Regions from separate parts of the Mus musculus genome. Here regions 2, 3, 4, 5, 6 and 7 are each linked to region 1. The links are chromatin contacts, called in public ChIA-PET, HiChIP or PLAC-seq and promoter capture Hi-C maps. All regions are on one chromosome and are shown on one strand. Each heading gives the region's core, a stretch centred on a gene start, on an enhancer-like site or on the middle of the called end of the contact. The rest is flanking DNA. Distances are from core to core; before and after follow the strand shown. Region 1 holds the start of Akt1s1 (AKT1 substrate 1 (proline-rich)). Region 2 holds the start of Ntn5 (netrin 5). Region 3 holds the start of Rasip1 (Ras interacting protein 1). Region 4 holds the start of Bcat2 (branched chain aminotransferase 2, mitochondrial). Region 5 holds the start of Ppp1r15a (protein phosphatase 1, regulatory subunit 15A). Region 6 holds the start of Ftl1 (ferritin light polypeptide 1). Region 7 holds the start of 2410002F23Rik (RIKEN cDNA 2410002F23 gene).

The links. ChIA-PET counts read pairs in DNA pulled down with a chosen protein or histone mark. HiChIP or PLAC-seq counts read pairs in DNA pulled down with a chosen protein or histone mark. Capture Hi-C pulls out chosen DNA fragments and counts their contacts.
Region 2: a contact with region 1 is called in a FOXA1 HiChIP or PLAC-seq map of pancreatic cancer cells. The contact joins the promoter of Ntn5 here to the promoter of Akt1s1 in region 1. A contact is called at or near these places in 1 of 39 promoter capture datasets (liver), 2 of 115 datasets of contacts at active chromatin or transcription factors (bone marrow-derived macrophages and pancreatic cancer cells) and 1 of 9 other capture datasets (pancreatic islet).
Region 3: a promoter capture Hi-C map of adipose tissue shows a contact between it and region 1, with 2.8 times the contacts expected there. The contact joins the promoter of Rasip1 here to the promoter of Akt1s1 in region 1. A contact is called at or near these places in 3 of 39 promoter capture datasets (cranial neural crest, liver and second pharyngeal arch cranial neural crest), 3 of 115 datasets of contacts at active chromatin or transcription factors (bone marrow-derived dendritic cells, memory CD8 T cells and pancreatic cancer cells) and 2 of 9 other capture datasets (adipose tissue and liver).
Region 4: a contact with region 1 is called in a promoter capture Hi-C map of liver, with 2.7 times the contacts expected there. The contact joins the promoter of Bcat2 here to the promoter of Akt1s1 in region 1. A contact is called at or near these places in 6 of 39 promoter capture datasets (cranial neural crest, erythroid cells, hippocampal neurons and 2 more), 5 of 115 datasets of contacts at active chromatin or transcription factors (astrocytes, bone marrow-derived macrophages, memory CD8 T cells and 2 more) and 2 of 9 other capture datasets (adipose tissue and liver).
Region 5: an RNA polymerase II ChIA-PET map of memory CD8 T cells shows a contact between it and region 1, with 45 read pairs. The contact joins the promoter of Ppp1r15a here to the promoter of Akt1s1 in region 1. A contact is called at or near these places in 5 of 39 promoter capture datasets (the C10 cell line, erythroid cells, liver and 1 more), 1 of 484 Hi-C or Micro-C datasets (embryonic stem cells), 1 of 115 datasets of contacts at active chromatin or transcription factors (memory CD8 T cells) and 3 of 9 other capture datasets (adipose tissue, liver and pancreatic islet).
Region 6: a contact with region 1 is called in an RNA polymerase II ChIA-PET map of memory CD8 T cells, with 65 read pairs. The contact joins the promoter of Ftl1 here to the promoter of Akt1s1 in region 1. A contact is called at or near these places in 7 of 39 promoter capture datasets (the C10 cell line, embryonic stem cells, erythroid cells and 3 more), 2 of 484 Hi-C or Micro-C datasets (CD8 T cells and pre-B cells), 3 of 115 datasets of contacts at active chromatin or transcription factors (double positive thymocytes, memory CD8 T cells and pancreatic cancer cells) and 3 of 9 other capture datasets (adipose tissue, liver and pancreatic islet).
Region 7: a promoter capture Hi-C map of pancreatic islet shows a contact between it and region 1, with 28 times the contacts expected there. The contact joins the promoter of 2410002F23Rik here to the promoter of Akt1s1 in region 1. A contact is called at or near these places in 2 of 115 datasets of contacts at active chromatin or transcription factors (extraembryonic endoderm stem cells and memory CD8 T cells) and 1 of 9 other capture datasets (pancreatic islet).

What each region holds. Positions count from the first base shown.
Region 1 is chr7:44,847,441-44,851,786 of GRCm38.p6, forward strand. Akt1s1 (AKT1 substrate 1 (proline-rich)) reads left to right here and starts at 1,784. Exons shown (of 5, transcript NM_026270.4): 1 at 1,784-1,908. Tbc1d17 (TBC1 domain family, member 17) reads right to left here and starts at 1,639. Exons shown (of 17, transcript NM_001042655.1): 1 at 1,409-1,639; 2 at 996-1,094; 3 at 830-901. The coding sequence starts at 1,429. Mir707 (microRNA 707) reads left to right here and starts at 2,259; the gene lies at 2,259-2,331.
Region 2 is chr7:45,681,452-45,685,797 of GRCm38.p6, forward strand. It overlaps Ntn5 (netrin 5), which reads left to right and starts at 2,571. Exons shown (of 7, transcript NM_001358870.1): 1 at 2,571-3,047. The coding sequence starts at 3,014. It overlaps Sec1 (secretory blood group 1), which reads right to left. Exons shown (of 4, transcript NM_001271578.1): 2 at 3,815-3,904; 3 at 2,729-2,840. The coding sequence starts at 2,825.
Region 3 is chr7:45,625,735-45,630,080 of GRCm38.p6, forward strand. It overlaps Rasip1 (Ras interacting protein 1), which reads left to right and starts at 1,803. Exons shown (of 12, transcript NM_028544.1): 1 at 1,803-1,856; 2 at 2,032-2,172; 3 at 2,680-3,347. The coding sequence starts at 2,036. Izumo1 (izumo sperm-egg fusion 1) reads left to right here. Exons shown (of 10, transcript NM_001018013.1): 9 at 289-547; 10 at 1,294-1,508. The coding sequence ends at 1,474.
Region 4 is chr7:45,567,928-45,572,273 of GRCm38.p6, forward strand. It overlaps Bcat2 (branched chain aminotransferase 2, mitochondrial), which reads left to right and starts at 2,226. Exons shown (of 11, transcript NM_009737.3): 1 at 2,226-2,472. The coding sequence starts at 2,449. 0610005C13Rik (RIKEN cDNA 0610005C13 gene) reads right to left here. Exons shown (of 5, transcript NR_038166.1): 4 at 3,059-3,265; 5 at 1-452.
Region 5 is chr7:45,523,664-45,528,009 of GRCm38.p6, forward strand. Ppp1r15a (protein phosphatase 1, regulatory subunit 15A) reads right to left here and starts at 2,605. Exons shown (of 3, transcript NM_008654.2): 1 at 2,332-2,605; 2 at 76-1,728. The coding sequence starts at 1,719. It also overlaps a transcript of Plekha4 not described here.
Region 6 is chr7:45,457,475-45,461,820 of GRCm38.p6, forward strand. Ftl1 (ferritin light polypeptide 1) reads right to left here and starts at 2,412. Exons shown (of 4, transcript NM_010240.2): 1 at 2,056-2,412; 2 at 1,610-1,756; 3 at 1,061-1,186; 4 at 470-809. The coding sequence starts at 2,157. The coding sequence ends at 633. It overlaps Bax (BCL2-associated X protein), which reads right to left. Exons shown (of 6, transcript NM_007527.3): 6 at 4,221-4,346.
Region 7 is chr7:44,244,183-44,248,528 of GRCm38.p6, forward strand. It overlaps 2410002F23Rik (RIKEN cDNA 2410002F23 gene), which reads left to right and starts at 2,540. Exons shown (of 6, transcript NM_025880.4): 1 at 2,540-2,641; 2 at 4,070-4,113. LOC115486841 (a small nucleolar RNA gene) reads left to right here and starts at 3,908; the gene lies at 3,908-3,998.

The DNA of each region.
Region 1 (4,346 bases), core at 534-3,033:
TCTTGTCAAGATTCCTCTGTGTCCTTCTGACTTTTCACTGTAACTGAATAAAGAGCTTCAAGTGGTAGCCATTGTCATTGTAACTAGCTGTGAGTCTACAGGGGGCACTGATGATGGACAGACAGGGGATACTGTTGAGCAGGGCCAGACATAGGCTCAATGGGTAAGACAGATGGCCTAAGTTCAGTCCAGAGAACCCACAAGGAGAAATGAATGACCCCTCCGAGTAGAACACACACAAATAAGCAAATAAGTCATCTATGGCCAGAAAGATAGTGTAGTAGTTAGCAAGGCTTACTGTACAGTCCCAGAGACCAGAGTTCAGATCCCAGTCCCCACATACCATCCAAAGCTCCAGCATGTGTCTGCAGTGCTGTCTTCTGCATGCACTCACAGGTAGTGCACACACATGCTCACACATTCACACCCCCTCCACACCCCACACAATCTAAATCTTTGCGCTTAGTGAGAGGGTTCTGGACTTGCTGCCAAAACCGGCAACCTGGGTTCAACCCTGGAGCCCACTCGGTGGAAGGAGAGAACCTGCTACCACAGGTTATCCTCTGACCTCCACACACCCACACCGTGGCATGTGAATGCACACACACAATAAATAAATGTAATAAATAAACGTAAAGCAAACAGAGAGGAAAGAAAGCTGCCTCAGACCAAAACTAGGCCACACCCCTTGAGAAGTCTGAACCCAGCAGGGTCCCCTAAGGAGCCAAAAGGATATGGCATTAGGTCATTTCAGAAAGCAAACAGGCTCACAGGTTCCCGAGTACTCCCTGCCTTCCACTAGAGTGGGGAAGAGGAGCGAGTCGCCTACCTTCTTGAAGAGAATCTGGGTTGGGTCTCCAGCCTCCTCCACCGGAGCCCAGTGCAGAAAGACGTCGCTGTCCTGAGGGACATGGGGAGGACTTAGTAGAGTCACCCGAATGCCCCTCATCCCTCAATTCGAAGTTCCCACACATGTCACCTCCATCCCGGCCCACCTTTTCCACCACTCGTATGACGCCGGCGATGAGCGAGTCTGGATCCTGGTGTTTCCGGGCGCTGGTGTGCAGGTACACGCCTCCCTTTTCAAACACCACCTAGTGAAAGCCAAGGGTCTAAGGGAGGCGTTTTCCCCAGGGGCGGGGTCTAGAGCCCCTGACTGACAAGCGGAGATGGGGCGTGGCGAGTCTACAGTCCCGCCTCGCACCCCAGATGGGCGTGCGTTTTCCAGGGGGCGGGGCTAAGGGAGGCTCTCCCTAAGGACTGCGGAGAGTGACAACAGCATCGTAACTAGAAGCTGGTGCTTGCTAAGTTGACTCGGCCTAATCCCTGCACAGCAGAAGGTGGAAGCGGACCATCAGTGGGGGGCGTCTCCTGTAGATGAGCGAGGGAATGATTTCCAAAGTCTTACCCTGTAGCTGGATCCTTCCATTGCCGCCGCGGAGGTTCCACTGCCCCTATCTCCTCCTTTTCCGGGTCAACTTGGTGTCATATCCGGAAAAATAACGCTCCCTTCCAGGCTAGATAGTGGTAGCGTCCCCGAGGTTGTTAAGGCTGCAGTGGGTGAGACCATCTGTTTGAACAGGGTAGTAGAAACTCGAAGACATAGGTCACGAGGTGTAGAACGCAAAGTTGGCAAGGGTCAGCGGGACGGCGCAGGCGCACTGCGCCACTCTCGCCACGAAGTAAACAAGTAGGAGGACCCATGCTCGCAGCCCAACTCGTGATCGCTCGGGAACGCCTCCTTGGCCCTCTCCATATTTTATACTGGCATCGAAGCCAATACTGTGCCGTTTTTCTCGAGGACAAACCAGAGCGGCTTGGTGGAAGCCATGTTAATGCGGGGCACTACCATCTCTTTGCGGGGCACGACGGCGGGGTGCTGGAAAAGCGAAACGGAGAGAGGAAAAGGTGAGAGAAGCGGTATGGCACCAGAGGCGCTGAGGGGCTCGGGATAAAGGGTGAAGCCGTCAGTGCTCCTGGAAACGAAGCTGCCCCAAATTTCTGAGTCACCGTGGAAAGAGGACTGCACCACCATCTTGAAACTGGGCAAACCGAAGCAAGAAACGCTGCCATATTGAATCTTTGCCAGCTTTGTGTTAAAGGGAACGAGCGAGGGCCTAGAGGAGGGGGTCTAGTGTGGACGGAAGGAAGTGTCCATATGCTTTATAGGCATATGAAGCCATACTAACTGCCACGTCGGGACGGGAGCAGACGTTGAATACGAACGAGGGACGTCATGCCGCTTGCGTGTGAGCATGGGCATGCAGTCATGCCGCTTGCCTACGCTTGTGTGAGCATGGGCATGCGGTCATAGTTGTTGCGGGCAATTCGAAACAGTAGCAAAAGTCTTTTGCCGTATTTTCCATCCGTGGGCACCCTTGCTGTCGCTCTTGCCCACGGCTTGCCGACGGAGCTTCTAGTTGCTATTTTGATTTGAGGCATGCAGGATAAGGGAGGGGGAGTGTACACAATGGAGGAGGGGCAGCCACACGGAAATGACGCAAGAAGCCGCCATGCCTTTTGAGGGCGGCGACGGCGCCTGGCCGGCCATGCTGGCTACGGGCACGTGAGTGGAGGCGGCGTTGTGAGCTGGGGTTTGGGGAGGGTCTGGCCTTCCTGAGGTTGAGGGGCAGTGGGAGGGCGAGCCCCCGTGGGAAGGGTATGGACTGCATAGGTCAGGGGGGCAGTGATCGTCCTGCGACTCCTGGCCGACTGCTGAAAGAGCTCACGCTCAACCCCATGTGTCTGACTCGCGACGAAGTGTAGACGAGCTTCACTGCGGGGGTGCCGACGGGCTGGAACCCTCACGCTGGCGGTGAACCATGTCCATACGGCTGTGTGTGCTGGGGGTCGCGGGTGGGTGAGGGGGCGCCCCGGGCGGGACTTCCGGTCCCGATCCCCACCGGGGGCGGGATTTCCTGTTGTGTTCCTAGAGCAGGGGCCTCTCTGGGCTGCGGGCGTGGTGTAGCCCTGGTCGGCGGCCTCACTTCGGTGGTAGGATCCTTCTTGGACGTCCCGCACCGTGTCCCGTGCTGCGGCCGTTTTCTTTTCTATCTCTCTTCACAACTGTCCTGGGAGGCCTGCACCTTCCCGCTGGACAGCTCCCCCTTCCTGGTTTGCCCCAGAGTCTTGCCTCATAGGAGGCCATAGGCCTAGGAGGTTGGAGTAAGTTGCCCTCATTCCAGCCGCCTTCACAAGTCATTCACTCGGTGACACTGCTGCTGTGGCTGCCCCCGAGATCTCGTGCAAAGAGGCTGAGACTTGCCACTCTTTGCCCTCACGAAAGTGAGGACCGAAGCTGTGTCATCTTGGATCAGTCACTTTCTTGCCCTTAGCCATAATCCTAAACTTCCAGCCTCCTTTATTAGCTAGGAGAGGTGGAAGGTGTGTGTAGGAGTTGCTGGGCGCCTTTTAAAGCTGTAGGTAGGACTTTGAGGCCCAGCAGACAGTAGTGTCAAAGCACTGCAGCTTTCTCCCTCTCCATGGAAAGATGGGATGGGGGGATGCAGTCTAATGAGGTAGGCAGGGTGGAGCGCAGTATTGGCAGAGAAGGCTCTAGACACAGACTGCTCTTCTCAGTGGTCAGCTCTGCCAGTATAACAGTCAAGAGCCTGGATTCAGAGCTTCAGGCTGTAAAGTGGGGTGTCCATTGCTGATTCATGGAGGAAGTGAGGGGTTGCTTAGGAACGGTGATCATCTTCTGGTCCAACATATGAGTCGTTCCCACTTTGGTGAGTCAGGGGCAGCAGAACAGTGTGGAGTCTGTGCAGACTGGCTTTTTAAAGTGTGAGTGACAGGAGCTTGCAAACTGCATCCATATTTCTCTTCACTGTGGTCCTGGCGGGCTTAAGTTGCTCCAGTGATGGGGTGCTCACCACCTCTCAGTTCTCAGCTGCCTGGGAGCCAGTGAGTGGTCCAAGGTCACACTAAATCATGGTGGGACTCCAGATCCTTGTGCGTCAGTTCTGTCTGATGGGGAGACAGGCAGCAGAGTAGCTGTCACAAGCTCTCCAAGCACCACAGAGCCCTGCACGGCAGGGGCTGAGGAGATGTAGAAGCTGAAGCTGTGATTCTGGGCACAGAGCAGCTTGCATCTTCCTGTGCCCACCTTCAGTCCAGAGCTCATCTCTCTCCTGAAAGAATGATCCCAGAGAAGGCGGCATCTCCCTCACCTAGTGATTGGAAAGTTGGCAGTGACCTGAGAACCAGTTATGTGGGTGTGGGGTCCACCTGGTCCTGGTCACTCTAGAAGGCAGAGTTCCACTGCAGGGGGAGAGGACCTACTGGACCACGTGAAAGAGGAAGGCATAGCACTGGCCAGGCTGCTGTGCTGCAGAAGCCATGCA
Region 2 (4,346 bases), core at 1,321-3,820, 830 kb after region 1:
GTCCACAGCCCTGGCTGTGTCCCCTCTGCTACCTTACTTAGCTAAGCTGGTCTTGTCTCCGTGACTTGCTGAGCCACGTAGTTAGTATGTGGAAGGGTACATCATCCGGCCTGGCGACTCCTGCTTGTCCTTGGCCTGTCACTATGTGAGTTTGTATGGGTTACCTTCATTTCCTGCCTGTGATGGACAATGCTGTCATAGCTCACGATGTGGATGCTTTTTGGTTCCCTTGAGCACCTCTCTGGGGTGGCACTGCTGGGTCAAATGTGGCTGGTTTCAGGAAGCAGCAGCAGGTGTTAGAGTCCCATTTCTCCATCTGCTTTCCTTTGCTACTGACTGGCTGTGGTGGGCACCATGCAGTGTGGGCCCTCACTGAGGAGACCACGGTTTTAACCTGCAGGCTCTGCCTTGGCACTGCTGGGCTTGTGTGGACTCTGATATGCACAACTCATCTATGCTGGGTAGCTTTTCTCATCAACATGACATAAGTTACCAGGGACCTTTCTGACTGAGAAAACACCTTCATCAGATAGCCTGTAGGGGAGTTATGGGGGCATTTTCCTGATTAATTATTATGGGAGGTCCAACCTCACCATGGGCAGTGTCACCTCTGGGCAGGTGACCCTAGGTTATAGAAGAGCAAACCACAGACAGCAAACCACTAAACAGCACTGCTCCATGGTCTTCGCTTCAGTCCCTGCCTCCAAATTCCTGCCGTGAACTCCTGTTCTGACTTCCATTTATGATGGACTGTAAACTTCAGACTGAAACAAACCCTTTCCTCCCTAGGTTGCTTTTGGTCCTGATGTTTATCACAGCAGCAGAAAAAAGACTAACGCACCACCCTAAGGATAAGGCAAACAACCGCTTCCTCTCTTTATGTATCCAGACTCCAGCTCTCTCAGGGCCCCACAAAGTCTTCAGGTGTCTGCTGCACCATACTGATATCTGCTCTCTCCTGCTTATTCTCTGTCCAAGCCTCAGTATTAGGCAGGCCCCCTCAGCTCCTGTATCCCAGGGCCTTACTTTATTATTAACCATTTCTGGAAGTCAGAACATTCTTGGAGTTTAACTTGGGTTCCCAGAAAGGTCAGGCAGCTCTGACCACAGGACACAGCACAGCACACACACCAAGTCTCACAGAAATACAATGCTCGCCAGCACTACACTGCCTCACTTGCCCGCAAAGCAAACCCATCCTCCCCCACCCCAGCTCCTTCTTTTCTCATTGCAGTCATTTTCTTTCTCCTGGCTCTCTAGCCAACTCGAAGTGGATCGCCCAGCCCAGCCAGAGCACCAGGGAGCAGAGCTGGGCCAGAGAACCTGGGCAGAGAAGAGAAAGGGCTCAAGATGGCTTTGGGAGAGGGAGTGGATCTCGGAACACTTCCTGGTAAAGGCAGCAGCTTTGGGAAGTGCTCTGTTGCTGCCATCTTGAGGTGACGCCCAGCCTTCATCCGGCTATGCCGAGAGCGCCCTCTGGAGGCTGTTCCACAGCAAGGCCTGGAAGACTCAGTGGAGAGGCTGTGCTACCCACCTCCTTTGCCTGAGGCTGCAGACAGAGACCCTCTACTGTGGAGAGCAAACAGGCCTGAGCTCTCCCGAGGCTTGACCCTGTGAGGGTTAGGGTCTCGATACTTGGGGAGCTCCATAGCACCTCTGAATTAAGGACCAGCCACTTCCTGGGTGGGCTTGGCTTCCCCACAGCTGATGCTTTCTGGGGGTCCCCCAGCCAGCTCAGGCACCCAGAGCAAAGTGAGGAGGAGAACTCCCTCTGGAGACAGCGTAGGGACTTACCACGCTAGGCAGGCAGGATCCTGCAGCAGACCCAGACCTTCTCTGGATGTCTGACAGCCATCTGTCCTGCTCCACAGCGAGCCATTCGCAATTGTCTACAGAACAGACCAGCTTCCCGTCTTTCTGTCTAGAAGGTGGCCTGACAGTGCCAAGGCTGGGGCAAACCGGGGAGGACTTGCTGGACCCACAAGTCCCACGTGTCACCCTATGGCTCACACAGCCCTTGCTGGGGACATGGGTCTCAGATGTGGGATCCGTTGGCCTGAGCCTTCTCTTAAAGCTTAGTCCTCCTGCATCTGTGGGTCTTGTAGCTCTCATTTGTCCTTGTCCCTGCTCCTCTAAGATCCCAGCCTCAAGGGTCACCCGGCAGTACAGAGGGATCTCTTACTCCCAGGGCACCAGGTCCCTGAGTCTTGTCCTGGGCCAGTTCTGCACACTGGCAAGACAGTAGCTATGAATGGGGTGGGTGCTCAGGAACAAACCACACATATTCTCATCTTGCTCAGAGAGAAACCACAACACTCAAATGTTCAGACACAACAAGTTGTGGAAGTGTTTCAGGCTAAAAGCCCTGGGGCCTTTATCCACCAGTGGCTGGGGGGAGGGGGGAGCTGCCTTTGGCTTTTGCTACCTTCTTTTCCTCCCCAAGTTCAGCCAGGCTGAAAGTCTTCTCCGCTGCCCTCCTTGCAGGTAGCACTGGCCTCTGGTTTCCCCTACAGCTGATCTGAGGCTGGGAATTTTAGAGCTTGAAAGCAACTGACCTTAACACCGAGTTAACGCACTTGGGGCAGGAGGATGCAGGATGGGGAGGGGCTGGCTGGCTTGGGGTCGGCCAAAAGCAGGGGCTGGCAAGCTAAACTCCAGAGGTGCTGGGGCAAGTGGGAACAGGCCAGGACCCCAATCCCAGAACCCCAAGCTGTAGTCATACCCCTACCTGCTTGGATCCTTCTAGGCCGGCTTGTTTGGGGCCACCAAGCTTCAAGCCTGCTGGGGGCGACAGTGCTCCTGTCCCACGCAGTCTCGGGTGGCATGGCTGGCAAGGGTCCCTGTGGGAAAGCGTGGCTGCTGTTGGCTAGGGTTTGGGTGGGCGGTAGTGTTGGATTCTGCGGGCTCTGCTTTCAGCTCCCGCCCAGAACCCCCACTAGCCTGGGCCTGAGAACAGCCACTCTCACTCCTCCCGAGAGCCCTCCAAGTGCTTCTCCTACAGAAGAGTGTGGGGATGACCGACTACAGGACACTCTTTTCTTCTCCAGGCAGGTTTGACCAATGGCTGGGCCCTAATAGCCAGGTAGGAGGTGCATGCTGAAGAGGGGCAGGCAGGCAGAGTCCCTTATGGATCCCACTGGCCCAGGGAATTTGGATGGGCCTGCCACTGAGAGGTAGGAATGCTGTAGGCCCAAACGGGCAAGGGCTAGTTTCTGCCTAACCCCAAGAACACAGAGAACTCACAGCCTGGTACTTCACGGTGTTGAGAGCCGGAAGGTGGGACCTTGAAATTACCTAGCAAGAAACGTGTTTACATGAGGGGCTGGGGTGGGGGAGGCTATGGGTGCATAATGGCTCAGACTCCCGGGGGCAGGGAGTCTATGGACTGGGCAAGGGAGGCACCCTGCCTGGGAAATGTCAGTGGAGCACAGGGCTCTGATGTCTGGAGGTAAGGGTACATGCAGGGGGCTCAGGAAAGTCCCAAGATCCCCAGTCCTATGTGGGGGAAGCTGAAAGCCTTAGTCCTCTGGCTCCTAGCACTCCTTAGGCTCTGGATTTCTGGTTTCTAAGTGCCTTGGCATCGGGCACACACCTTATGCCACCTCCTGCTTTTTTTCCTCCCATATCATCTACCCCCAGCACTGGCCCCCATCTGCTCGGGGGCTGAGTGCTTGTGGAGTGTGGAGGGATTTGGGTCCAGGTCTGAGATTTGGGGTAGCAAGTGGGGCCACCTCCCAGCAAGTCCCAGAAAAGTAAGTGCAGGGCCCCAACACCCTGAGCCCTAAAGGAAGGCCAGGCTCTGCCTTCCCAGTACCTGAGGGGTCTGCTCTCTAACTCCAAGGCTTTGTTGGTTTCCAGCTCCTTCAGCACCACCTTCCCTCAGCACTCTTCTCTGGCTACACACCTGGAGGGGAAAGGGTTAAGGGTGGAGGGCTGGAGTGGGTGGCAGAGAGGCCAGGGTTTTTTGGCAATAATCCGCCTTCCGTGCCCTGGGTGTGGAGAACAAGGTTAGAACCCCATGTGGGAAAGGCTTCCACTCTGACCCACGTGGGCCAAGGCCTCTTCTTCTGATTTTCTGCCAGGCAGTAGTAGCTCTCCTCTCCCTCTCGAGCCTCCCCTGGGCTTTCATGCCTGTCTCTGAGCCTACCTGCTCTTCCCTCCCAGCCCCAGAGCCTCTAGCTTCATGCCATCCAACTACCCAGCCGGACACCCGGTCCTCTGCCCTGCCCTGTCTAGCCTCCGGCTTTCCCCGGGTCTGTGCTGGACTCTGCTCCTCTTCTCTGTGGGCTTCCTCTCTCGGCCAGGCTCCTCCATCTCTTCTCTGTGGGCTTCCTCTCTCGGCCAGG
Region 3 (4,346 bases), core at 553-3,052, 780 kb after region 1:
AGAAGCTCTGGAGGTGTGGCCTCGTCCACGGGACCAGATTTACTTGGCATGGCCTTGTTATTGGGTTTGTGGCTTTGGCTATAAACAGGGTCTGTGATGAGAGGTGTGGCTTCCCTTAGAAGGTGTGTTTTCTGGTCTTGGAGGTATGGTTTCCTGCCTAACTGGGTTGTCTTAGGCTTCAGTTGGACTTACTGGGGTGTGCCCACCCTTTAGAGAAGGCTAGGGTTTTGGGGTAGGCTTGCAGTTATTGGCTGCTGCCAGGACTGCCCTATGGTTCTCCTCTGTCAGTATTGCCCCCAAAGCATTCAGAGGAAAACCAACCACCGAACATCATAACCCAAGAGGAGCACGAGACTCCTGTCCACGTGACTCCACAGACACCACCGGGGCAGGAGCCAGAGTCGGAGCTGTACCCGGAGCTGCACCCAGAGTTGTACCCGGAGCTCATACCTACAGTCGCTCAAAATCCAGAGAAAAAAATGAAAACTCGCCTCTTAATACTGTTGACCCTTGGCTTTGTGGTTCTTGTGGCCAGCATCATTATCTCGTGAGCTGTTCACCAGGAAATTTAAAGGGAGGGTGGGCCTTAGATAAAGTGGACTTGGGTGAAGGGAAGAGACGCAGGTGCAGTGGAGGAAAAGCAGGAATGAGACAAGCTTTGAAAGGAGCATGTCTTTTTTTTTTCCATTTTTTTATTAGGTATTTAGCTCATTTACATTTCCAATGCTATACCAAAAGTCCCCCATACCCACCCACCCCCACTCCCCTACCCACCCCCTCCCCCTTTTTGGCCCTGGCATTCCCCTGTACTGGGGCATATAAAGTTTGTGTGTCCAATGGGCCGGAGCATGTCTTGATAGAGGACTTGGGGGTCTGGGTAAGAGGGGGGCTTGAAGACAGAGGCAGGCTTGATGGAAGGAAGGGAGCTGGCGGAGAGGAGGGGCTTGGTGGAGGGGAGTGGCTTGATGGAGGAGTGTAGTCTTGGCTATGGAGAGATTTTATAGAAGGGTGCAGACAAGGGCTTGGATGGACGGATGGATGGATGGAAAGGAAACGGCCTTGTGGAGGGAAGTGATTTGGAGTGGGTCGGGCCTGGGTGGAGGGAGGGCATCCTACAATCCAGTGCTGGCAACAGGACAGGAAGCTACTGGGCACTTTCCTTTGGGGCTCACTTAGGAGGACAAGGCTTATATAAACTGTTAAGTTAGGCTTGGGGGGGGGCGGTTCAGGAAAGTGTGTACTTCACTCAACCTGTGACCTAATGTGGTTCTGTGCACCTATGTCCTGCCCCAGGGTACTTCACTTTAGGAAAGTCAGCGCTAAATTGAAGAATGCAAGTGACGAAGTCAAACCCACCGCGTCAGGATCCAAGTCAGATCAGAGTTTGTCCCAACAGATGGGATTGAAGAAGGCCTCTCAGGCAGATTTTAACTCTGACTACTCTGGAGATAAGAGCGAGGCAACAGAAAACTAATAAAGATTTGTATTTGACTTACTTTTGGGGACTGGTTCTGACTTCTGGCTCCAAGAGAGGAGATCTGGATGTGCCCTCCCCCGCCATCTGAGGGAGTTGTAGCTGGAACATGGGACCTCCCTTTCTAGGTGGCCCATGAGTGAGTGGTGGGCCCAGAATCAAGGCGCAGGCCAGGGCCAGCCCTGCCTCATCTCCTCCCCCAGGCCTGGTCTCCTCACAGGACGCCCCCTCCCCGCTCTTCCTGCCGGGTTTCCTCTTGCCTTTTCCTGTCCCCCACCCAGTGCTGGGAGCTTGGGCAGAGGAAAACACTTTACAGAGGGACTGGGACTTAACGGAGGCCAACAGCACCAGGGCCTCCGGGTGCTACGGGACCCGAAGCAGGGTAAGAGCCACAACAGTGACTCCACCCATCCTGGGACCTAGGAGCTCATTTCTTTGCCCCTCTTACTCCCTGGGATTCAGGAACCAGAACTGATTCTCTCTTCCGTAGCTCCCCACTCTACCCCACCCCACCCGACTGTGGCCTTAGGACTTGGGGCCTTCCCCTCTTCCCTTAGGGCCATGCTATCTGGTGAACGAAAGGAGGGCGGAAGCCCCCGCTTCGGGAAGCTCCATCTTCCAGTGGGCCTGTGGATCAATTCCCCAAGGAAACAGCTCGCCAAACTGGGGCGGCGCTGGCCCAGCGCTGCCTCTGTCAAGTAAGTGGTCAACCTCTATGGTATGCCTGCCATTTGTCCCTGTTTATCACTGGGTCATGCCAGCGACCCTACAAAAGTGGGCAGTGGTTCCTGTCCTAAATAGACAAGCGAGCTGGGGGGTGACAGTGGAACACAGTGACGTCGAGGCACAGGGAGAGAAGAAGTGGGCACTGGGATGGAACGCAGTACACATCCCCTCTCTCTGTTCACCTATTTCTTACCAAGGGTCATATCTTTATTAATTTTATTACCTATCTCTCTTATCTCCATTCTTCCCACCGCACACCACCATCTTGGTTTTCTGCTCCCATCCCTTTGTCCCTTTTCTTTGGTTCTTTGTCTCTGACTCTTGAGTTTCTGTCCCTCCCCCTTTCTCGGTTTCTCTGTGTCTTTGGCCCCTCTTTCTGGGCACTATCTCTGGGTGTCTCTCTGTGTCTCTGTCTCTCTCTGTGTCTCTGTCTCTGATTCTCTCTTCTGTGTCCTCTCTGCCCACTTCTTTCTCCTCAGGTCCTCGTCCTCCGACACGGGGAGCCGAAGCAGCGAGCCCCTGCCGCCGCCGCCGCCGCCGCCGCACGTGGAGCTGCGGCGCGTAGGTGCGGTGAAGGCGGCGGGGGGAGCGTCGGGCAGCCGAGCCAAGCGCATCTCGCAGCTGTTTCGGGGCTCAGGGGCCGGCGGCGCCGGGGGTCCTGGCACGCCTGGGGGCGCGCAGCGCTGGGCCAGCGAGAAGAAGCTGCCTGAACTGGCGGCGGGTGTAGCTCCGGAGCCCCCGTTGCCCACGCGTGCCGCGGTGCCCCCGGGAGTGCTCAAGATCTTCGCTTCTGGGCTGGCGTCGGGCGCCAACTACAAGAGCGTGCTGGCTACGGAGCGATCCACCGCGCGCGAGCTGGTGGCGGAGGCGCTGGAGCGCTACGGGCTGACGGGCGGCCGCGGAGCGGGCGACAGCGGCTGCGTGGACGCCTACGCGCTTTGCGACGCTCTGGGCCGGCCCGCGGTCGGCGTGGGCGGAGGCGAGTGGCGTGCCGAGCACCTGCGGGTGTTGGCCGACGCGGAGCGCCCTCTGCTGGTGCAGGACCTGTGGCGCGCCCGTCCGGGCTGGGCGCGGCGCTTTGAGCTGCGCGGCCGCGAGGAGGCTCGACGGCTGGAGCAGGAGGCCTTCGGGGCTGCGGATGCAGACGGTCAGCCAGGGAAGGGCACAGAGACTTGGGGCGGGACTTAGGGGGCAGTAAGATGACTGGACCCTGGGCGGGAGGTGATGGGGACGTGGCTTACAGGGAGAGGAGGCGGGGCCTGCATGATAAAAGGCAGGGACCTGGGTGAGAGGTGATGAGGGAGGGCTCTGGGAGGTTCTGGTGGCAGGGCACACAGAGTGGGAAGACTCTGGACTGGATGTGCTGGAGTGGGGTGTAATTGGAGGGGAGCGGAGCCAGCAGGACAAAACTGGTGGTGCCATTCTGGGGCGGAACTTACAGGCCGGGTCTGATAAGGGCAGTAGGTAGCATGGTTAAGGGGTGTTAACCTACATGATATATCTTTTATTACTTTACCTTTGTGGTATAGCTTATTTTATTTTAACCAAGACAGGGTTGGAGTTCTAGGTGAAGGTTCAGTGGAATAACGTATATAAATGGCATAGCACATACTTAATAGAGAATAGGGAGGGCTAGAGAGTTGGTTCAGCGGTAAAGAGCGCTGGCTTGCTCTTTCACAGGACCCTGGTTCAGTTCCCAGCACCCACATGGCAACTCACAACTGTCCTTAACTCCGCTACTAGGGGATCTGACATCTTCCCGTAGATATAGATGCAGGCTAAACACCAATAACCACTCAAAAGAATGACAATTACTGTCGTCTCTTCTCTCTCAAGGGAAAAAAAAAACGCCTTTCTGAGCACACATTTCGAGCCACACATTTTTTATCTCTGGTGTCCACGGACAGATGAAGTGGAATCTTTTTTCCTCTTTTAGTGGAAAAACATGTTTATTCGTTAAGCCTCTTTCAGTAGGGAACTTTCTGTGAGTCTATGGACTTCTAGAAAACATTGTTAGGAAGAAATTATTGTTTGCATCTCCCCAGCGGCAGTTCTCACTGTTATTGCCTGGGCCAGTCGCTGACACACAGTGATTGCTCCTAAATGCATGTTAAAAGAATGCATTTCTCAGCTGACAACGCCAAGT
Region 4 (4,346 bases), core at 976-3,475, 720 kb after region 1:
ACTCCTGTCTCCAGGGAGCACACTTCCGCTTCACCTCTGTGCTAATTAAAATGCTCACTGGGAAGAATTAAAGGGTCAACTGGAAGATAATGAAGGAGGCGCAAAAGAGCCTGCTTTATTCTTGGCCCTTAGGGGAGAAGAGTTTTGCTCTCTTTGCCAGTGCAATAGTGACAGTGGCTGCCGCTGTAAGGCGGCATAGAGTTGAGACATGTGGGTCAGAGGGAGGAGGCTGGCATTTGTTTTCCTTAGTTTGGAGCTGAAGGACACCGCGGGGGTGTGCTGGGGGAGGAACAGGCTCTGGACACTCCCCAGGTTGGGCACGGGGCGCCCCAGCTTCCGCACACCCTAGGTAAGGGGTGGAACTGCAAAATCGCTGTGGATTGGCCAAGGCAGAGGTGTGCGGCAATCGCTGATTGGTCGCGGCGGGGGCGTTTACTGTTGTGCGTTCCGCCCTGCAGTTTGAATCAGTAAGGGAGGAGGTCAGGTTTAGAAATGGAGAGTGGGAGGTGGGGGCGGGGTGAGCAATGTCTGCGGGGGAGCGTGTGTGGTGTGGTTTGGTTACTGTGCCCTGGGCAGTTTAAAGAACAGTGATCCGGTGTTGGGATTTGGGAGCAGTTGTGGCTGTAGAGCCTGAGAACATTCTGCAGAATTATAGAGACTCAGCAGAAGCTTCTTGTGTGTGTGTGTGTGTGTGTGTGTGTTCTGGCACCGATTGTCTAACTACCTCTGAAGCCTTAAAGGTGGAGAGCTAAGGATGAAGGGGTGTGGTTTGAAGCTGTAGGCTGATGTGAGGTCCTGTAATGATTTGAAGTATGAAATTTTTTTGAGCTTCTTAGGAAACTTGAAGGAGGCACAATGAACCATGGACCTGAGAACACATACACACCCCCCTCTGTGTGTGTACTCAAGCACTTATCTCAGAATTACAATGAACATGTTATCTCCTTGTGCAGAGTGAGGCGTCTTAGCTTCTAGCCATCATCTTTCTCCAAAGTCCTATTTCTTTTTGTCTCATTTGAGACAAGAGTTTAGCTTTCTCACTTAGGGTGCTTTTTTATTTGCAACAAACCTCCTGCCTCAGCTAGGCCTGGCTTAAAGTACACTTTCTCTGATCCACTGGCATTTACAGTGAACTGTTTCTTTTTTTTTTTTTTTTTTGGTTTTTTGAGACAGGGTTTCTCTGTGTAGCCCTGGCTGGCCTGGAACTCACTCTGTAGACAGAGTTGGCCTCGAACTCAAAATTCACCTGCCTCTGCCTCCCAAGTGCTAGGATTAAAGGCATGCGCCACCACACCCGGCTGCGCTGTTCCTTTTTATCAAAGCCGTCTGGCCCGCTTTGCCACTGATGATAGTTCCTGTGAATGTGCATTGTTGTTCTTGCTTTATTTTTAGAAAAGCGTTTTATAGCAAGCAGTGGTGGCACACCTTTAATTTCAGCTTTGGAGGCAGAGGCAGGAGGATCTCTGTAAGTCTGAGGACAACCTGGTTTACTTACCGAGCTAGTTCTAGGACAACCTGGGCTACACAGAGAAACACTGTCTCTAGATAGATAGATAGATAGATAGATAGATAGAAGAAAGAAAAAATGTTTTAAACTTTTTGTGTATGTGTATTGCCTGCACATATGTTAGTGTATCATGTGCATGCCGGTGCCTGTGGAACTCGGAAGAGGGCACAGAATCCCTTGGAACTGGAGTTACAGGCACTTATGAGCTATGTGGGTGCTAGGAACCAAGCCCGGTCCTCTCTAAGAGCAGCCCAGTACTTTTAACTGTTGCGCCCTCTTTCCAACCTCTTTTTTTTGTTTGTTTGTTTTTCGAGACAGGGTTTCTCTGTGTAGCCCTGGCTGTCCTGGAACTCACTTTGTAGACCAGGCTGGCCTCGAACTCAGAAATCCTCCTGCCTCTGCCTCGAGTGCTGGGAGGCAGTGTTTTAAGGCAGGGTCTTACCAGATAGCCCTGGCTGGCTTGGAACTAATTAGGTGGCTCAGAATGGTTTTGGACTCACAGAGATCCTTCCACCTGTCTCCCAAACGCTGAGCTTAAGACGTGTGCCACCATGCTCGGCGACATATACAAAATTTAGAGGTCTGGATCTGTTCCCAGGGGTTAGAGCGCTTCCCAAACATTCACGAGCCCACGGATTCCATACTCAGATGCCAAACAAAAGCCAAAGTAAATGCCTAGCTGGGAGTGAGTGTGGCTGTGGTAGAGCAGGGTAGGGTGGAGGCGAGGAGGGAGAGAGTGCGGCAGGTCGGGACCGTTCCCGCGCAGGATCTTCACAGCAGAGCCTGGGTCCCTGTGGTCCCAGAACTAAGGACGGCCTGGCAGAAGTGAGGCTCGACACAGCAGCCATCTGCGGGAGGGGGCGTGAGCAGGGCGGGGCCCGAATGCCTTTCACCAGGCCGCGCCCCAGGCGGGCACAGTCACCAGCCGCACACACCGGATCATGGCTGCAGCCACACTAGGACAGGTGGGTGCGTGGCCGGCCGGCGCTGGGGGCTCTGGGGGACCTGATGCGGGGGGGGCGCACTTCCGGGTGGACCACTGGCGCGCAGCCTTTCCGGCTTGGCGTCATTCCTCTGTGCCTCGGGTTCCGCTGCCCAGCACGGAGGCGGATGGACCCCCCCTTGGGAAGAAAGACGGGGCTATAACGGGCGGGCGGCAGAATGGGTAGACAGGAGTGGGGCGCGAGAGGTGCCTGAACCGGGAGCTCGGACGTGGGGAGCCATGGAGGAGGACTATAATGGGAGAAGTACAGGGTGGGGTGGATGCGGGGAAGTTGTGGCTGGGGCATGCAGCCTGTGTGTGTTAAGGACCAGTTGCTCTTGGGTTCCTTTAGACAAGGGGCCCAGGACCTCTTGGGACTTAGTGTATGGCTTGGCGCAGGGTCTTGGGTGGGAATTGAACCCAAGATCTTATTTCTTGGAACAAAAAGCACATGTCGATGTGTGCAGTGTCTGAGGCTCTCTGTACCTGGTTTTGTAATCCCAGTCAAGTTTCTGTCTGTCAAAATGATAAAAGATCCTCCAGACCAGAAGACTTCAGTCAGTGCTTACCGATGGTGTCAAGCGGTGTCATAGATGGAGAATCTATGATATTTCGTTTGTTTGTTTGTCTTTTCGAGGTAGGGTTTCACTGCATACTCCCAGCTGTCCCGTTGCTCTGTAGACCACCAGGTTGGCCTCGAACTCTGCCCGCCTCTGCCTTCTGAGTCCTAGAATTAAAGTCCTGGGCCACCACTGCTGAGCTTGAGAGTCTGTGATCTTAAGAGAACGTGATAAATAAGTGTGGAAACAGCTGGCCATAACCTTGGGGGAAAGCGTTTGCTGTTAGCTCCCACCTGCTTATCAGAAGTTCTCGCTCCAGGCTGGCGAATTCCTGAACAAACCTTTAAGTCCCCCAGTTCTTAGTGACAGACAGAAATGTTCTATGCAGATGGTCTTGGGATATGACGGGGACAAGAATCTAGGCTCTGACTGTGTGGTGGCCTTGGATGGATACAGCATTGCCATACTGGACCAATCTCTAATTCTAATGGGACAGAACTGGGTTCTGAAGACAGTTTTACCCTGTAATGGAGACACTTTGAACATGAGCCTGCTCAGAGCTATGAGTATCTAGTGGTGAGTGTCCACAAAGTGAAATTTTGGAGTATAGAGGAACCTGCTGGCTGGGGTTTGCAAGGACTGTCTTACAGGGACTAGCCTAGACTGGCATTGGGATACTCTGAGTCTGAAAGAAACAGCCCTTCAACTGGCCAAGGACAACCCTGGCTGTAGAGGGGAACATGTTTGGGATGGGGTCAGGAAACAGCCCTGAGCTGTGTTAGGACACTATGTTGCTCTATAAGGGACTGTCCTGAGGTGACTGGTTGTATCTGAGCCTTGGACTTCTACAAATCTGATGGAGAGTCTGTCCTATGATGAGGACAGCCTGGGGCTATGTGAGGAGATAGCATGGTGTAGGGACAGTTATCTGAGACAGGACAACACCTTACTATGATAATTATTTTGCTTACTTTTGGCGTGAGAGTGGAGCTTTGGCAAGAACACCTGATCTTTGATGGATACTGTGTTTCAGTTCTGGGCTGCTGGGATGTGAAAGGAGCATGGGCAAACCACAGGGAACCCTGCCCAGCACCCTCCCCTTTAATCTCTGAACTCTGCTTCCACTCTTTTCTACTTCCTGTAGCCCCCACCCCCAACCCCCATCTAGCTTCCTTCTTTAAGCTTAATTCTTATCCTATGGTATGGGGGAGGGGTGTTCTTTGAGCCAAGAGAAGACTACTGTTGGCCTTACAGAATTGCTCCAGGAAGACAAAGGTAGCACTTCCGAGGTTGCAAG
Region 5 (4,346 bases), core at 1,355-3,854, 680 kb after region 1:
TTGTAATCCCAGCCCTAGGACTATAAATTCCTGAGCCACAAAGTAAGCGGCTTTAGAATCTAGTCTAACACTCACCTTCCGAGCTTTTAGAGGAATCTCGGGGTCCTGATCCCGGGTGGGGGCTTTGAACAATCTGAGCCGCCTCTGCAGTCGAAGGGGCAGCTTAGGTGCAGCCCAAGGTGATTCTGGCTTCTCTCCGGGTAAATAGAAGGCCACCTGGAAGAGAGGGGGCTCTTCCCCACGTCCCTTGGTCTTCTCTCCTGGTAGACAACGCTGGGGCTGAAGGCAGGGACTCTGGCTTGAGTCAGCTGTTTCTGAGTCACCTGGGGCCACATTCTCACTGTCCTCTTCCTCTTCTGTGTCATCTTCTGTGTCCTCTCCTGGGCGATACACCCAGGCCTTCAGGAAGGGACTTGTATGTGGGGTGGCACCGGTCTGAGCTGTGTCTTCCTCAGCTGAATCCAAATCGCTGTTTTCTTCCTCTGTGTCCTCTCCTGGGCGATACACCCAGGCCTTCAGGAAGGCACTTGTATGGGGGGTGGCACCGGTCTGAGCTGTGTCTTCCTCAGCTGAATCCAAATCGCTGTTTTCTTCCTCTGTGTCCTCTCCTGGGCGATACACCCAGGCCTTCAGGAAGGCACTTGTATGGGGGGTGGCACCGGTCTGAGCTGTGTCTTCCTCAGCTGAATCCGAATCGCTGTCTTCTTCCTCTGTGTCCTCTCCTGGGCGATACACCCAGGCCTTCAGGAAGGCACTTGTATGGGGGGTGGCACCGGTCTGAGCTGTGTCTTCCTCAGCTGAATCCGAATCGCTGTTGTCTTCTTCCTCTGTGTCCTCTCCTGGGCGATACACCCAGGCCTTCAGGAAGGCATTTCCAGTACAGACAAAAGTTGTCTCAGGTCCTCCTTCCTCAGCCTCAGCATTCCGACAAGGGTGACCCTGCCCTGCCCTGTGTGCCTCTACCTTGGCTTCTCCCTCCTGCTTAGGCTTCTCTCTAGAGTAGTACTCCCAGGCTCTGGAGTGGGAGCCTGAAGAAGGAGAGTTGGAGGGGTCAGCCTTGTTTTCTGTTCCTTTTTCTTCCGTGGCTTGATGTTCTGCCTCCCCCAAGAAAGGCACAGGGGTGCTGGGTTTGTATCCCGGAGCTATGGAAGCAGCAGAAGCTTGGTAAGTCTTCACTGTTTCTCCATCCTCTTCATTCTCAGCTGGACCACCCTCCAGCTGTGATGTGGGATAAGCGGGCTCAGCCACTCCCTCTTCTCTAGCCACCACCTCCCCAAGCCTCTTATCAGCCCCTTGCAGGCCAGCGGGCTGTAGTGTGGCCTTGCCAGCTGTGCGTTCCATTTCCTTCTCTCTAAGGTCATCTTGTCCTGGCTTTGCATTGTACTCATCAACATTTGAAAGTCCCCAAGTTTCAGGAGGGGAACTTTCAGCTTCCACAAGGCAGAGCCTCTGGGCTGCTTGACTCTGTTCAGGAGATCCACTTTCTTCAGTCTCCCCATGAGGGAGGAGGTTACCAGAGACAGGGGTAGGTGTCAGCAGAGCCGCAGCTTCTATCTGATCTGCTCCTGTTACTGTTTTTGCCAGCCATGCCTCTGGGACTTCTGGGCCCCTCAGGCGGCTCCAGGCCCGACTGAGCAAGCCCATCAGTGGGGACAGGAGATAGAAGTTGTGGGCGTCCCTCCAGTGCAGGACATGCTGGGGTCTTGGGCTCGGGGCCATGTGTCTGGGCTAGAAAGGGGGGAAATTTGTTTAGAAGTCGCTCTGGGAAACAGTCTCGGGTCACAGCACTGAGTCATGGTAACAAATAGTCACAGCAGCAACACGTGAATGCCTGCCTCGAATTCCAAATAACATTGCTCACACCCAACTCTGCCACTTGGTTAATCTCTCTCAACACCCAAGCTCTACATCCTTAGAACCAAGAGCCCACACTCTTAAACCCTTCCCTTAGCCCCAGTCACAGTTCCTGGCCAGCCCTTCTCAGACCTGTAAGAGTCTGGCTTTTTAGTGACCTTTCGTTCCTCAAGCTTGTGTTCATGCCCCTAAAACCTCCCTCTGCCTACCCCTCGGACCCTGGTTATTCCTCCTGGGGTCCTTCCCTTTATTTGGCGCTATACAGATATTGCCGGTCGAGCCTCCCGGCCCCTTTCCCTTTAAACGAAGAGTGTAGACGTGGGCTCTCCTCTCTCAGACCAAATAAGCCATCTGGGCTTCTGTGCCTTTTCCCCAAACCTGGAATCGCCCTCCAGCTTGCCCCCTCAGATTCCACAACTCTCTCCAGTCTCCTCGCCAGAGAGTCCTCCCTCAAAGGCCGCCCCATCCCCCACTCACCGGCGGGCTGCACGTCACCCCGGGGGCTGAAGCGCCGGTTCTGGTTGCCAAAAGCGATCGTGGGTCCGGACTGCTCGCGAAGCCAGCGGGTTCATGTCGCCCTCAGGCGTGGGGCTCGGGGACGCAATGTTTCACAGGCTGTAGCAAAGGCTGTCCCGGCCGGCAAAGGGATGCGGGGTCGCGCGGGATATCGCATGTAATCTTCCACAAACTCAGAGCTGACTCAATCTGCGCCAACATCGTCCACGCGGCTTTTATACCCTGACGCGGCGCTGTGCTGACGTCACCGGAGAGGCGGGGTCTCGGAAGTCCCTGGGAAAGGTGGAAAGAGGAAAACAACACTGAACTTCTCGCGGAGACTCCGCGCTCTGTGAGGTCACCGCAGCTTCTCAGGCGTGCCCTAGGCTCAATCGAGAGAGCCGTCGATCTCACGTAATTTCCGAGCAAGTACGCGAACCTTATCTGGCAGTCACGTACCGTGCCATTTCCCTTTCCTTTTATTTTCTTTATTTGAGAGGCTGGGACTGGTTTCCATCTCTGTAATCCTCCTGCTACTGTCTCCAGAGTGCTAGGATTAAGGGCGTACACCAAGACTTCCGACCTTTTTTCTCCAAGCAAGAGTGACTTTTTTTTTTTTTTTTTTTTTTTTTTGGAGAGTGGGGGGGGTTCGAAACAGGATTTTTCTGAGTATCCGTGGCTGATCAGGCTGGTAGATCAGGCTGGCTTCAAACTCAATGATCCACCAGCCTCTACCTTCTAAATGTTGGGATTAAAGGTCCCAGCCACCACTCCCCTGTTAGCAATGGATTTTTATTAGAAGACAAAACACCCAATGTTTTTAAATTTTATTTATGTATTTTTTTTAAATGTAGGAGTGGTCTGTCTGCTTGTTTACCTACGTGCTAGAACAGGTCATAAGATCCCATTACAGATGGTTGTGAGCCACCTTGTGGTTACTGAGAATTGAACACAGGACCTCTGGAAGAGCAGCCAGTGTTCTTAACCACTGAGCCATCTCTCCAGCCTTTGTTTGTTTTTCCAAGACTAGTTTCTGGTTGTCCTGGAACACAACTTTGTAGACTAGGCTAGCCTAGAGCTCACTGAGATCCGATTGCCTCGGCCTCCTGATTCCCGGATTAAAGGCTGGTGAGATGGCTCAGAGAACAGTGACAGCCAGGCGTGGCGCACGCCTTTGATCCCAGCACTCAGGAGGCAGAGGCAGGTGGATTTCTGAGTTCGAGGCCAGCCTGATCTACAAAGTGAGTTCCAGGACAGCCAGGGCTATACAGAAAAACCCAGTCTCGAAAAAACAAAACAAAAACAAAAAACCAACACCCCCCCCACCCCCCGCCAGAACAGTGGCTGCTATCTCACACCTCACAGGCAAAAAAAAAAAAAAAAAAGACAAAAACCAAGATTTTCTTTTAATCTTTTTTTTTTTTTTTTTTTTTTTTTTTTTAAATTTTTTTATTTATTTTCTGTACATGAGTACACAGTAGCTGTCTTCAGACACACCAGAAGAGGGCATCAGATCCCATTACAGATGGTTGTGAGCCACCATGTGGTTGCTGGGAATTGAACTCAGGCCCTCTGGAAGAGCAGTGAGTGTTCTTAACCGCTGAGCCATCTCTCCAGCCCCCTTCTTTTAATCTTTATGTGAGTGTTTTCTCTCTCTCTCTCTCTCCCTCTCCCCCTCTCCTCTGTGTGTATATTATATATCATGTCTGTATGGTGTACAAGGAGGTCGGAAGATGGCATCTGATCTTGTAGAACTGGAGTTAAGATGTTTGTGAAGCTCCACATGGAGCAATCTGGGGACTAAATTTGGGTCCTCTGCAAAGAATAGCAAGCACTTAAGCCCTGACCCATCTTTCTGGTCCTTTAGTTGTTTTTGGTGGATCTGTCTGTTTTTTGTCTTGTTTTCAGACAGGGATTTTCAGTATAGCCCTGGCTGCCCTGAAACTCACTCTGTAGGCTAGGCTGGTCTGGAACTCACAGAAATCTACCTGCTGCTT
Region 6 (4,346 bases), core at 1,162-3,661, 610 kb after region 1:
ATTGTCCGGTGTTCCACCCCCCACCCCACCAACTTCCCATGTTTCTAACCCCTTTGCAATGGTTTAGTTCCCATTTGGGCAATGGTCCCAAGTTTCACATCCTCTTTTTGATGGGCCCAGCATCTAGTTCGGAATCCAGCAAGACACCCTGGCTCCCCACCCTCGCTCAGCCAGCACCCAGGGCTCAGCTTGCTCACCTCCTGGCCTTCTACTTGTATGTTTAACTCATTTCTGAACTTGGATGTTTAAGCCTTTTCACTTCCCTGCACAGTAACATAAACCAAGGACTGGCAAACTGCTACAGGCTACAGACTCCTACGACCTGGATTTGCCACATGAAAAGGCAGATACTACCACACAGAGATCGCTGTAAGTTATCACATGTGGGTTCCCACAAAAAACAGGAGTACATACAGCCAACCTCTTCTTTCTCGTGCACCCCTCCCACATATATAGAAAAAACACCAGCTGCTGTCTCAAAAAGCTTTATTTTTACTTGGTCCAAGACTTGACAGAGGCTCCAGGGCGGTTACAAAGCTGCCTAGTGGCTTGAGAGGTTCATTCAGGTGGAGGTCCCAGGGCGGGCTGGTGCAGAGCAGAGGGGGGAGCCCCTTGGAAGGTACAGAGGCCTCCTAGTCGTGCTTGAGAGTGAGGCGCTCAAAGAGATACTCGCCCAGAGACCCCTGGGGCGCGCCAGTCTGCGCTGGTTGTGGCCCCGCCACCCTGCGGAGGTTGGTCAGATGGTTGCCCATCTTCTTGATGAGTTTCACCTCCTTATCCAGATAGTGGCTTTCCAGGAAGTCACAGAGCTGTAAAGGAAGGAAGAGACATCAGACACCGAGTTCTAAGAGACAGGTGTGAGCAGGAAGCTTTAAAAAAAAAAAATCCTGCCCTCAAGGGCAGGTAGGTAGGTAGGTAGGTGTGTCCTCAGTACTGTGTGTGGTGCTTCTGCAATCTGCACTCGGGAGGCAGGAGGATTAAATTATTGGGAGCTGAAAGCCAACACACAACAGTCTAGGTTTTGTCAGAGAAGGGAAGAAATGATTAGCAAGGTACTTACATGAGGGTCCGCGCGGGCAGAACCCAGGGCATGCAGATCCAAGAGGGCCTGATTCAGGTTCTTCTCCATGGCCAAGGCAGCTTCCATGGCCTCCTGGGTTTTACCCCATTCATCTTGAGATGGCTTCTGCACACAAGAATATCAAGCCTAGATTACATCCTTCACCCAGCCAATATAAAACTGACTGCACAGGAAAAGTGGGCACAGTGGGGAAAAATAATGGGATACTGTCTTTAATCCCACCACTGAGAGACTGGGCGAGAAGACAGGAGGATCTCTTGATAGGAGGCAACCTGGTCTACATTGTGATTTCCATGCTAGCTAGAGAGACACCGCCTCTCCCCAGCCCAGCAGTCCTCATCTGTATTCTGTAATTACCCCCATTTTCCAGTTTCTGACATCCTGGTGGGTTTAGTTGCTCTACATACTCCTATTGTCTACACTAGTCCTGCCACCACTCCCTTCCAAGACGTCTATCCGGATGCCCAAACTATGGGGATGGCAAGTAAACGCACATGCTCGGTAGTGCCCAATACCCCCGCTTCTTACCTGCACATCCTGGAAGAGTGCACGGCCCCCGCGATCGTTCTGAAACTCGAGGAGACGCTCCGCGCCCTCGCGCTTCTCCTCGGCCAATTCGCGGAAGAAGTGGCCTACGCCCTCCAGAGCCACGTCATCCCGATCAAAAAAGAAGCCCTGCGGGAGGTTACAAATACGAGTTAACGGAACGCGGTGGCTCGGCTCACACTGTAAACTTCAATCGCAACACTCAAGAGGTAGAGGCAGTACGTGTGAGATTTCGAGGGCAGCCCGGTCTGCCCAGCGAGTTCCAGTCAGACAAAACTACTATGTACACAGCGCGCAGGGAGAGGGAGAGGTCGGAGCACAGTCTCTGCCCTGCATGGAACAAAGAAGGCCCGCGCATGCGCAGGAGGGTGGGTGTGATGGACCCCCCCCCCCCCCCCCCGTTCAGAAGGCAACCCCGAGCTGCTCACCAGAGAGAGGTAGGTGTAGGAGGCCCGCAGGTGCAAGTTGACCAGGCGGTTCACGGCAGCTTCCACCTCGGTGGAATAATTCTGACGAATCTGAGAGGTCATGGCTGATCCGGAGTAGGAGCTAACCGCGAAGAGACGGTGCAGACTGGTCCTAGGAGCTGAAGGCAGCGAGGAGATGGTCCCGGAGGCTGCGACTGGAGAGACTTGTAAAGGCGGCTGGAAGCGAGTACAGTGGGAATCCCCGGGTCTGTTCCGTTCAAACACTGTTGAAGCAAGACACAGATCCACGGGACCTCCAAGGCGCTGCTCTAAGTCCCGGGCAAGGAGCGCTCCTTTTATAGCATGTTGACCCTCCGGAGGGAGGGGTGCCCCAGGCCCGAGACTAACCAATCGGCGGTGGCGTGAGGCGGAGACGGAAAAGTATACTTGACCAATCCGGAGCTGAGGGGAACCTCGCTCCCCACCCACCCAGTCCCATGAGATGAAGTCACGGGACTGGAGCGCGAGGCCTTGTGAAATGGAGGCTTGGGGGAGGGGCGGTGGTCCGGATCCGGAGGCGCAACCTGGAGGGGTCGCAGGGTTCTGGGCTCCGGGTCACTGAGACCCTGGGGAGGGGATGACTTCGAGGTCCTTTTCTGGGTGTCTCACAAAAGAGAATTTTGGGGCCTGAGAACATGGATCTGGGGATGGGCTGAGTGTGGGGTAATGTCTGTAAATGCAAAGGGAACCTCCATATGTCCAATTGCACACAATGAAGGGATATGTCACGTCATGAGGAAGTCTGGTATTCCAAAGATTCTAGAGATCTCCTTGAGGGAATGGAAGGGATGCCCAGAAGTATAGGGTTTTAGGTTCACCATAGGAACTAAGATTGTTTGCTTGTTTTTCTGTTTTCTGTAACCCAGGAGGTCGTGAAGCCCTTTGAGGGCTTGGAGTGGGCAGAGAGCCTTGGGTTACCGTGTGTGCACCTCCCTCGGGTGCTCTGGAAGGTGACATGTGGAGGCCCAGACAGGACTTTGGAGTTCTGGTCAGCCTGTCTGTCTGGGTCTGTGTCAGTGAACCTGTCTTTCTAGAAACAGACACGCATGATGGCGCTTGGAGAATTGCTGGGCTCCTTCCTGGAGTTTGGTCCAGAAGCCTCCTTGCAGGTTGCTCTTTTGGAATCAAAAGGCCCGAGAGTTAGGGAGAGCAAGAACTCAGGACCCAGAAACAGACAGTCAGTCTTACGCAGAACAGTTGGGGCATGCAAGGCCCAACTGGACTTTTGAGGACAGGACGGGCTCATACCAGGGTCTAATCTCAGAAGCCTGGGAAGAGAGCAAAGGGAAACGAGCCCAATCATGAAAAGGGGCTAAAGGAAGAAACAGTAAGATGGGTCAAGGGAGCCACGCGGAGCAGGAAGAATGTGCTGCTGAGGCCCTTAGTGGAAGGGGTAGCAAGGCCAGTTCTGCTGAGTCACGCTGAGCTCAGCTAGGCAGTGGGGCGGGCGGCAGGCCACACCCGGGCTGACAGCCAGAAGTCCCCCGGCTAAGGGGCTTGTGGTCTGTTTTCCCTGTGTGGTCAGGCAGCTGTACGGCTCTGGAGTGGCTAGCCTACACGTATCTTTCTCCTGACTTGACGTCTGCGGTGGTCTGTTGATTTGGGGGTCAGAGTTACTCATTAACCACAGTGCTCCAGAACCTGACCTCTGGCCTTCAACCCGACAGGCCTGGACAAGGCTGTAAAGGTGGAAAAAGATAAAACCCGGAAGCCACAGGGGACAAGGAAAGGAGAGAGGTACACAAATTTGAGTGGCAGAATCTCAGACTGGGGGATTGAGGGTGGAACAAAAGACCAAGTCCCCTTAAAATGGCTTCCTCTTCCCTTCTGGCACCTCTGGTAATCCAGCATCTAGGAGTCTGCTCCAGTTCCGGTGGCCTCCTCCCTCCCTCCCTCCCTCCCTCCCTCCCTCCCTCCCTCCCTCCCTCCCTCCCTCCCTCCCTCCATCTTGTCCTTTCAGAATCTGCAGGATCTCTGGAATTCCAGGCTCCTGTCCCCAGGGCTGAAGACAGCTCTGCAGCTGCGGTGTGTACTCTTTATGGAGCGGGTCCCTGATTGGAGCCTCAGGGATACCAGGTGGGCCTGGCGCCTGTGCTTGGGATGGCAGCTGGGCGGACAAGGGACCATACAATCCAAAGTGGACCTGAGGTTTATTGGCGCCTCCCCAGGCCACCATTCCCACCCCTCCCAATAATTACAAAAGTAAGAAAAATGCCTTTCCCCTTCCCCCATTCATCCCAGGAAAATGTCAT
Region 7 (4,346 bases), core at 1,290-3,789, 600 kb before region 1:
AGGGTAGGTTTGGTGGTGAGGTCTCTTATGCTCAAGCCCTGCCCAGTGTGGAACATAGGCTCCTTCTGCTGCCTGTGAATCAAGATGTAGATCCCAGCTCCTCCAACACCATGTCTGCCTGCACACTGCCATGTTTCCCACCATGATGATAGTGGACTAGACTGCTGAACTGTAAGCCAGCCCCAACTAAGTGTTTTCCTTTATGAGTTGCCTTGGCCATGGTGTCTCTTCACAGCAATAAAGCCCTAAGACAGATGGCCTAGTGGTTAAGAGTTCTTGCTTGCTTTTCCAGAAGAATGAGTATGGTTCCTAGCATCCATATTGGATACCTCACAACTGCCTGTAACTCCAGCTCTGCCCTTCTAGCCTCTGCAGGTACTGCATTCATACATATGCATATCCCCCCCCCAACGTGCACACTCAGACAAATGAAAATAAAAATAAAAAAACTGTATAATTGAGTTATCAAAAAAAAAAGTCACAAGGGTCTGGACAGATGGCTCAGCTTTTAAGAGTTTTACAGAGAACCAGGGCTTGATCCCCAAAACCCTCATGGCGGTTTCCAACTGCCCAGAACTCCAGTTTCAACACTCCCATCTGACCTCTAAGGGTACCAAGCACACACACATGCAAGCAAAACACTCATACATATAAATCTAAAATAAGCACATTGTATTTTCAAAGGAAAAAATTTAGATGTGTTCTCATGTATTTCAGGTTGGTCTGGAACTCACTATGTAGCCAAGATGGAATCTAAGTTCTCAGTCTCTTGCTGGCATTCTAGGTGGACACAAGCATGCCTGGTCTAATGTTAGGGATGAACCCAGCGCTTCCTTCATGTTGGACAGGCACTCTACCAACTGAGCCACATTCCCCAAGCAAATGCGTCCATTTTTAAACAGAGTAACAACTCTGTCTTATACTAGATCTACAAGTAATCAAATAAACAGTGTCAATACTGTGCAGACAGATGCAATGTATGTGCCCATAGATGAAGGTAAGGGGGTCCATGCTATGGGGAAAGAGAAAGGTGTCTTATTTTTCTGTTGCTATGATAAAACACCCTGATAAACGCCACGTAAGGGGACAGGTTCACAGTTCAAAGTGCAGTTCATCACATGGAGAGGTAAGGTGAGGGTCAAGGAGGCAGGAGCTTGAGGAGGCTGCTGGTCACACTGCATCTGCAGTCAGAGGGACATTTACACTGGTGCTCAGCTTTCTCCATTTATGCAGCCCATGGTTCCCCAATAGTGGGTGTGCCTTCCCAGGTCAACTAACCCAACTAAGATAACCTGTGCATGGTCAGCGGCTAAGCTAACCTAGATAACTCTCCACAAGGTATGCTCCAAGGCTTCTTTCCTAGGTAATACCAGATTTGGAGAAGTTGACCATATTAACCATCAATGTGGTAACGGGAGCCAAGCACAGAAGCAGACAGGGAGCTTTCTGAGCTCAAGGCCAGCCTGTTCTAGAGAGAGAGGCCTTGTCTCATCAAACTATTGACTTTCCTCTGGTGTGAGCCAGCAGCAATAATGGAAACTCGTTTACCTAAGAGAAGAATCTTTCCCTTTACTTCAGACCACTAGGTTCCCAGGCCAGTCTCCCCAGCGGAATGAGAAAGAGCCCTAATGAGCAGAGGGCCAGCTAAACAAAGAATACTCAGGTCACATTAAGGAATCTAGAGCTTGAAGAGTGTAACATAGACTATTTGGAGGGCAAAATGAAGAAAGAGAGAACTGGTATGAGGTGCAGACTTTTAAAAAAAAAATGTTCTATGACTTCTGTGGTTGAGGACCCACTTCGAGCTCATCCAAGTATTCAGAACCCTGACCCTTATCCCCCAAGACCTAGGGGTTCCAGCCCTCCGCCTCCTTCCTCAGACCCAGCAGTCCTTATCTCAGCCTCCAGATTCAAACCCAGTAGTGCAGCCCTCCAGCCTCACGCCCTCATACACAAGGGTCCAGACACCACCCACCCTCCCTCACACCCAGGGGTCCAGACCCCAACCTGCCCTCTTTCTGGCACAGGGAATTCCCCTCCTTTCCGCCCTAGCGTCCCCGCTCCGGGCCCGCACATCACAGAACCCAGCCCTCTAACTACACCACACCCATGGTTCCCTAAAAGTCTGCCAGTGTGTGCTGGTCCTGCCTCCCGCGCCGCAGCTGCGACTACTGCCGGGTGGGCCCTTTTAGCGGACCCCAGCTTCTGCAGCAAAAACGAGCTAGCCTGCCGCGCTGGCAAGTCGGGGGATTTCCGGTTCTGGCCAAACCCCCACCCCATGGGGGGCTTTCTCGTCCCGCCCTCTCCTTGGGAGCTGTCTAAGAGCTGCCTGACGGAAGTAACGGAAGAACCTTTCAGATATGTTCTTCATTCTCTTCATCCTCTTTGGGAACAACGTACCTTATCACCTGATCAGGAATGTCCTAAGGGCAACAGACGTTTATTCTTTCTGCCACCGTGAAAGCAGGATCCCCGGCTCAGGCGTAAGTGTGGGCTACCTCAGGGCGGGGCCCAAGAGCCGCTGGAGGCGGGGCCTTGCGAGCGCGATGGGTGGGGCTGACGGGCAGCGCGCGCTATAAATGGGGACACGCGGCGGTGGCGCGCGCCTGTGGCGATCGCGTGTGAGGTGAGGTCTGTCCCGGTGAGTTTTTCCACGGTGTTGGCCTCGGTACCTTCCAGTCGGTGGTGCTGCTTTGCACCCTGGGAAGCACGTGTCCCGAGGTGTCCGTGGCCTGGTCACGGGTGTACCTGTCGCGCGGACGGGCTCAAGGGCGCTGCTTGGGGCCGCGGGCGTGCTCGGGCTGGAACCAGGGTTTCTCTCGAAGGGGCGGATGCGGGTACTTTCGGGACAATGCCTTTCGCCAGGTTTGTGGAGCTTGGGATGCCGGGCCAGGCCTTCCTTTGTCTTGCCTTAGCCGGGCTACGCCATTTCTGCTGCTCACGTCGCGGGTCTTGTCCGCCATCTTCCCGGTTTTTTTTTTTTTTTTAGGCGACAGGGAGGGGGGTGTGTGACATAGAATCTTTCCTCCCAGTGACAGCCCCGTGCTACCTGCAGGTTCTCTCCGTAGGAAATCTCTACCACTGCCCCTCCCCCGTGTGGGATTTTGGCAATTTTGTGCAACCTAGAACACATGAGGGCTGGAGGAGGATGGGGTGTAGGGGCAGATACACGATACGGAGTTACCAAGGCGGAAGTGAGTGCACGTGGAGGACTGGATTGCTTCGGAGCAGCAGGTAGGAGTAGACGAGGAGGAAGGGAGCCAGGCCTTTGTTCACCTGCAAGAATACTAATACAATGGCTACAGGATGGTCTTGTAGGGCCTGATGGTACAAGCATTTTCGGTTCAGCTACTCAAGTAAATTACATATTTCTCCCAAAATATTTTAACCACACCTTTGCCTGTAAACCAATCTTTTTCTGCCTACTTACTGGTCAGTGCCATTATCACACTTGATTAAACTCTTTCCTCTTGGGAATCCTACTGTTCTCTTTGTGTTCCTTGCTAAATCATCTCCCAGACAGCTTTCACAGGGTGGTTCAAATCTCGCTGAGTAAGTCACTGGGCCTTCCATTTATTTATTTATTTATTTATATAAATATATATATGTATATAAGCCTATATTATATATATAAAATCTCAGCAGGGTTTTGCTTGTTTGCATTTTGCTCTGTAGAACCCCCATAGTTCTCCCACCAGGCTCCTCAGAAGGATGTGTGTCTTTGCAGGTTGTGTTTTTCAAGGTTACGAACCAAGACAGAACATCATGTCCATAGGGAATCTCTATGGACCTACTGGACTGGGGAACTTGGAGCCTCTAGTGGATTTTGTGTTTGTCAATCTTTTCTATTGTGTTAGCTTGGCCACCATCCCTGAAGGCAAGTAGCCTTGACATTGCAGAAGGCCTGAGGCTCCTGTGATGTTTAGCACTGGGCTCCAAACACCCTTGAGGACACAGTGCCCCTCCAGGACCTTTGACACCTGGAGATCTGAGGACCTCTAAATTTGATGTTCTGTACCTGTGGGCTGGCCCCACACATAACCCTCACCAAGTCCTTTCGGTATTACAGGTGTATCTTGAAGCCACGTAGCCATCCATCATCATCTTACTGTGGTAAGAGCCTTTACTTTTTAATCTGTCCACACCTAAAATAAATAGTGTACCTTCCTTTTCAGTTACTCTCTATAAGTTGGATTTAATGAACCCGCAATTATAGGGTATTACATATTAAAACTCTTAACTTAAATGGGATCAGTCAGGTGTAGGTAAAGATCCCAGACCTGCTGTTCATAACTCCATACCAGTCAGTAAACCACCTCAATAAACCTGGGTGCTGAATGGAACAG